2 separate regions of the Mus musculus genome follow, and region 1 is linked to region 2. The links are chromatin contacts, called in public promoter capture Hi-C maps. All regions are on one chromosome and are shown on one strand. Each heading gives the region's core, a stretch centred on a gene start, on an enhancer-like site or on the middle of the called end of the contact. The rest is flanking DNA. Distances are from core to core; before and after follow the strand shown. Region 1 overlaps Kif5a (kinesin family member 5A). Region 2 holds the start of Agap2 (ArfGAP with GTPase domain, ankyrin repeat and PH domain 2).

What was found. Promoter capture Hi-C pulls out the DNA fragments that hold promoters and counts their contacts.
Region 1: a contact with region 2 is called in a promoter capture Hi-C map of hematopoietic stem and progenitor cells, with 2.9 times the contacts expected there. The contact joins the enhancer-like site here to the promoter of Agap2 in region 2. A contact is called at or near these places in 12 of 39 promoter capture datasets (the 3T3-L1 cell line, 3T3-L1-derived adipocytes, the C10 cell line and 6 more), 7 of 484 Hi-C or Micro-C datasets (CD8 T cells, the G1E-ER4 cell line, bone marrow-derived macrophages and 3 more), 9 of 115 datasets of contacts at active chromatin or transcription factors (CD8 T cells, the SCID.adh cell line, bone marrow-derived macrophages and 4 more) and 4 of 9 other capture datasets (adipose tissue, embryonic stem cells, liver and 1 more).

What each region holds. Positions count from the first base shown.
Region 1 is chr10:127,235,682-127,238,381 of GRCm38.p6, reverse strand. Kif5a (kinesin family member 5A) reads left to right here. Exons shown (of 29, transcript NM_001039000.4): 16 at 477-665; 17 at 968-1,085; 18 at 1,386-1,450; 19 at 1,552-1,661; 20 at 2,227-2,328. Among named protein-coding and RNA genes, the nearest start is that of Pip4k2c, 25 kb to the right of the region's middle. Within about 2 kb of position 1,346, at least 6 of the 459 cell types and tissues checked have an H3K27ac peak or open chromatin away from gene starts, as enhancers often do.
Region 2 is chr10:127,077,536-127,080,235 of GRCm38.p6, reverse strand. It overlaps Agap2 (ArfGAP with GTPase domain, ankyrin repeat and PH domain 2), which reads right to left and starts at 1,329. Exons shown (of 19, transcript NM_001033263.5): 1 at 1-1,329. The coding sequence starts at 614.

The DNA of each region.
Region 1 (2,700 bases), core at 97-2,596, 160 kb before region 2:
CGCTGCTGTGGTGAAACCCTGTAACCAAAGCAACCTGAGGGGGGAAGGGTCTGTTACGGATCTCAGTCCACTGAGGGAACCTGGAAGCAGGAGCTGAAGCAGAGGCCATGGAGGGGCGCTGCTTACTGGCTTGCTCAGCCTGCTTTCTTATAGCGCCCAGAACCACCAACCCAACCGTAGGCTGGACCCTCCTGCATTGATCACTATTTGAAAAAAAAAAAAAATGTCCTGCAGGCTTGCTGACAGTCTGGTATTATGAGGGCATTTTCCCAATTGAGGCTCCGTCCTCTCAGATGATGCTGGCGTGTGTCAAGCTGACACAGAACTAGCCAGCACAAACTGCTCGAAGGTGTTGATGAGTTCCCAGCTTCCTTGAGTACCCGAGAAGGAGAGCGAGTCAGATGGGGAGGGGGAGGGATGCAGGTAAGGGCTTCCCGCCTCAGAGAAGCAGCTCTCCCTCCTCTGCCCACCCTCAGCCCGTGGAGATCAGTGGGGCCATCGAGGAGGAGTTCACGGTGGCCCGGCTCTACATCAGCAAGATCAAGTCGGAGGTGAAGTCCGTGGTTAAGCGATGTCGGCAGCTGGAGAACCTCCAGGTGGAGTGTCATCGCAAGATGGAGGTGACCGGTAGGGAGCTGTCATCTTGCCAACTGCTCATCTCACAGGTGAGCGTCTGAGGATGGGAGCCATAGCATGAGAACAGCTGTTCTGGGGTGATGGATAAACTCCCAACAATGGAGATCAAGGTCTGAAGAACTAGGGGGACAGGGAAGAGGATCCAGGCATGAAGTTTAGGGGGCATTGACCTTTGACCCCATTGCCTAAAGGAAGGGTCTCTATAGGATCATGGCCTTTAACCTCACAGAGGCTATGAGGGAAGGCGTGGGAGGATAGCTGCAGTTTATAGTGAAAGATCATTTATACCTCTGTCTCCTTGATGCCATCCACCCCTCTCCTCCCCCACCAGCATGAGGCCAAGATCCGTTCACTCACGGAGTACATGCAGACTGTGGAGTTGAAGAAACGGCACCTGGAAGAGTCCTACGACTCCCTGAGCGATGAGCTTGCCAGGCTCCAGGCGCACGGTGAGGCTCCTTGGATCTGAGGTCCCAGAGGGACCCCTAGGACAGTCACACACACTGGAGGAAATGGCCGGACAGCTCCTCACTTAGCATCAGCTTGAGTCCTGGGTTGTCGGCTCACGTGCTTCTCCTCATGTAGCCTGGCCTCTGCACGTCGCTCATTTTACTCGAATCCTAGACCCTCTGTTCTTCCTCACCCCTGACAAGGCAAATTGGACTGTCCCAAACCAGAACGTCCCTATGCGCCCATCCCCTGGGACCTGAGCTGGTGTCATGGAAGCTGTCTTCCTCCCTTTCACTTAGAAACTGTACACGAGGTAGCTCTGAAAGACAAGGAGCCAGACACACAGGACGCGGAGGAGGTGAAGGTGAGCTGGGGAGGTGTGGAATGGCTGTCTGGCAGGGCAGGGGCTGTGCTGACTGTCAGCCTAGGGGTCTGGCTCTGAGCACGGGGTTGTGCTCTCTGCAGAAGGCCCTGGAACTACAGATGGAGAATCACCGTGAGGCCCATCACCGGCAGCTGGCCCGCCTCCGGGATGAGATTAATGAGAAACAGAAAACCATTGATGAGCTGAAAGAGTAAGGGGCGGGGCTTAGAGGTGGCTCCAGTGTGTCTGTCAGTCCCCTCATCTTGTTGTGGCCACTCCAGCGATCCTTCTGGATCTTTAATGTCCTCAACAGTGACACGCCTTGAGGCCCAAACTTGAGAGACACGAGAAGGGCTGGAGAGGTGGCTCTGTAGTTTGAGAGCACTGGCTTGCTTTTCCAGAGAACCTGAGTTTGATTCCTAGCAACCACGTGGTGGCTCGCAACCGTCTGTAACTCCAGTCCCAGGGGATCTGACTGCCTCTTCTGGCCTCCTTGGGTACCAGGCACACAGACATACTCGCAAGCAAAACACCCATACACATAAAAAATTAATTAAAAGACACAAGTAGTTAGGATTAGACCTGTCCTTGGAACTTTTATGATTGCAGTACTCGGGGTCCCATGTTGCCATGAAAGTGGTAGCCGACGTGTATCCCCGATAGAGCCAGTGTGTATCCCTGATATCTGAAGTCGGGTGCATCAGGGCTGGTGTGAGGGGCGGGGCTTCCTCCCCCCCCCCCCCATTGAGTGTCTCTTTATGTCCCACCCTCCCCAGCCTGAACCAGAAGCTCCAGTTAGAGCTGGAGAAGCTTCAGGCCGACTATGAGAGGCTGAAGAATGAAGAGAACGAGAAGAGCGCCAAGCTCCAGGAGCTGACGTGAGTGACACACCTACCAGCAGACATGTGCAGATGCGGGATGCATGGGGGGCCTCTGTGGGGAGAGTCACAGGATGCAAGCATGAAAGGGTGGAGAGAGGGAAAGACACCAGCAAAAAGAATTGCCAGGCCAGCTGTGGTGGTGCACGCCTTCAATCCCAGCACTTGGGAGGCAAGGTAGGCGGATTTCTGAGTTCAAGGCCAACCTGGTCTACAGAGTGAGTTCCAGGACAGCCAGAGCTATACAGAGAAACCCTGTCTCGAAAAACCAAAAAAAAAAAAAAAAAAAAAACCAAAAAAAAAACATAAGGGAGTGTTGGGGAGGAGTGTCCAAAGGGGTCTTTCTTATCTCTCTTTCTCATTTTTCCTGCT
Region 2 (2,700 bases), core at 80-2,579:
CCCTTGCCCCCGCCGGCTTTGGCTCCACTAGTGGTCACGGTCTTGAAAGGCTTGGGAGCAGGTGGAGGAGGCGCCACCTTGAGCCTTCGGCTACCGGTGCCAGGATGCGGGGAGGACGAGCCCGGGACTCCGCCACCCGTCCGGCCTTCAGGTTCCGGACCCCCCCAGCTCGGGCTGCTGAGTAGAGGGCGCCGGGAGGAAGAGGGGGCGCCTCCCGGCTTGGAGTCCGGGCTCAGCCCCCCGGAGAGCGGGGGTCCCGGAGGGGCGGCCCATAGGGACAGTCGGCGGCCCGGAGCCGGGGAGACCGGGCGAGCCGGACTGGCCGGAGCCGGGGACAGCGCGGGGGGCTCCGCACCCCCGGTGCCTGCGCTGCTGGTACTGATCCACAGCGCATCCTGCCGGTGGAAGAGACGCTCGTGCCGCTTCTTGCCGGGTTCCTCCGAGCCTCGGGGGCTGCCAGGATCTCGGGGCTCGGAGCCTCTGGCCCCGGGGGCGCCGGCTGCGGCTGCAGATGGAGAAGGCGGCGGCGGAGGTACCGACTCGAGCTTGACCAGGGTCAGCGAGATGAGGTAGGTCGTTGTCCGGCGCTGAAGCGCGCCCGCGCCCCGGCTCATGGGGCCCGGAGACCCCCGAGCTGGGGAGGGGAGGGGACTCCCCGGGTATGCCTCAGGGGGGCCCGGCCATGGGGCCGCCCTGCTCGCTGCCCCCAGCCCCCGGACCCCTCTGAGCCCCCGGCCCGGCTCCGCTGTCGCCGCCGCCTCCGCCGCCTCCTCTTGCGCCCCCCTCCCATCACATGGGGCGCCCCCTCCCCATGCTCCCCGCCCTGCGCCCCCACCCCCTTGGAGCCCCGGGACCTTGGTGCTGCTCCAGGGAGGCGCGCCGGATCGTGCACCCCGGTCTGGGTGGGGGCGTTGAGATGGGCGGAGGAGGGTGGAGAGGACAGTAGTGGGGGCAAATGGGGATGAAGGGAAAGAGGGTAGAAAGGGGGACAGGGGCCTGGGGGAGAAGCTTGGGTGAGGGGAAGGCAGGGGCGGGAATGCGGACTCAATGGGCAGAGGCCGCAGATGCAGTGGGAAAGGGGGGTCTTGAGGGTAGAGACTAGTGGGGCTGTCTGTGCGGGGGATTCGCAGGAGCACGGGGAGGATGCTAGGGATGGAGCTATTGGAGGCGGTGAGGGAGGAAAGAGGGAACGGGAGGAGATAGGAACCCACGGGTCTGGGGTCTGGGAGGGGAGGGGCGTGGATCCTGGAGAAGAGTAGGGGGGGGGGTTCGCCCGGGATCGGCTCGGTCCGGATGCGCGTTGTGTCCGGGCGCTCCCCTCACATTGAGGAGGAGGCGGCCCGCGGGCCCCCCCACCCCATCTCTCCTCCCCCCCCCCCCCAACACCGCTGTCTGCTAGGGCGGTACAAAATCCAGGACTGGATTTCCCTCCCAAAACCTGGACTGGATTTCCTGGTACTTGGAGTCACCTCCACCAACTACCTAGCCCCCTCATTTCTCACACCATGATTAGGGGACACGAATGTGGACTGTGACATTTAGGGACAAAGGTAAAAAAAACTGAACTATTGGCTGGACAGGTACAGGAACAGAGAGAACTCTTTGTCCCCGTCAATTCTGGGGAAGCTGAAATGGGCTATCCCTTCCCAGGGCCTTTCCCCTTCCCCTCGCAGGGTACCTGGGTGAGTCTCCCTTCTCATCACCCAGCTCCCTCTCCCACCCCGCTCCCACCCTATACTGAGTACTTGCACTGCGCCTTGAACTCATTGTCCCAAAGTGAACTTGGAAAGTGTCCCCAGGGATGGGGACAAACAAGGAACTTAGAAGGGTAGGGAGGGGGAGGGGGTTTGCCTCTGGAGGGGAGAAGCTTGAGGGCTTCTGAGCCCAATCAGCAGCATGAGTCAAAGGCCCAGCTCAAGGTGGAAGAAATACATCTACCGACTGACACCCCCCCTATTCCAAAATGCATCTAGTCTCCATAGCAACCGTAGCTCCAAGAGTGCCTCCGAAGCAGCAGCAGGGATAAGCGGAGAGGAGGGATCAGTGTGTAGGATGGGTGGGAGACCAATCAGGGGATGCTGGTTAGTGAAGGCCTTACTCTCACACCTGGATACCCACCTGCGGGGGGGGGGGCGGATTTTGCTCCCTGGACACAAGGAACCCCCTCAGCTGAGCCAGCGGGAGCCAGCCTTTTAGGTGTTTCCATTCAGTGTCCTGAGGTCTATGTAGCCCGGTTCTTACAGCAGGTGTGTGTGTGTGTGTGTGTGATGGGGGTGGGGGGAGGCAGAGCGAATGGACACCATTTGTGCTGTGTCCCCACCCCTTTGGGGGCTTTAGAGTTCAAGGCTTTGTCCTCCAGAGGGGCAGAGAAATATGAACAGTTAAGCCCTTGCAGAAGAGAGACTGAGACCCCATGGAGGGAGGAGAGATGCTGGAAGGAAGGAAGATCTCCCTGAAGCCTTGGAGACCCCTGCCCGGGATCTGGAGAGTCTCCGCGGTACTTTGATTTGGCGTCCCACCCTCTTGACGCAGCCCAGACTATAATAAGTGCTGCCGTGGGCGGCTCTTGGAGGCAGGAGCCAGCACCGTGTTCTTCGGCCTGGTAGGGGGTAAGGGTTGGGGGCTGAACCGGGATGCCAGGAGTCCTTTTGTTCTACAGAGACTCATTCCCACTCTCTCCCAGATCCCATCTTTGAGGTC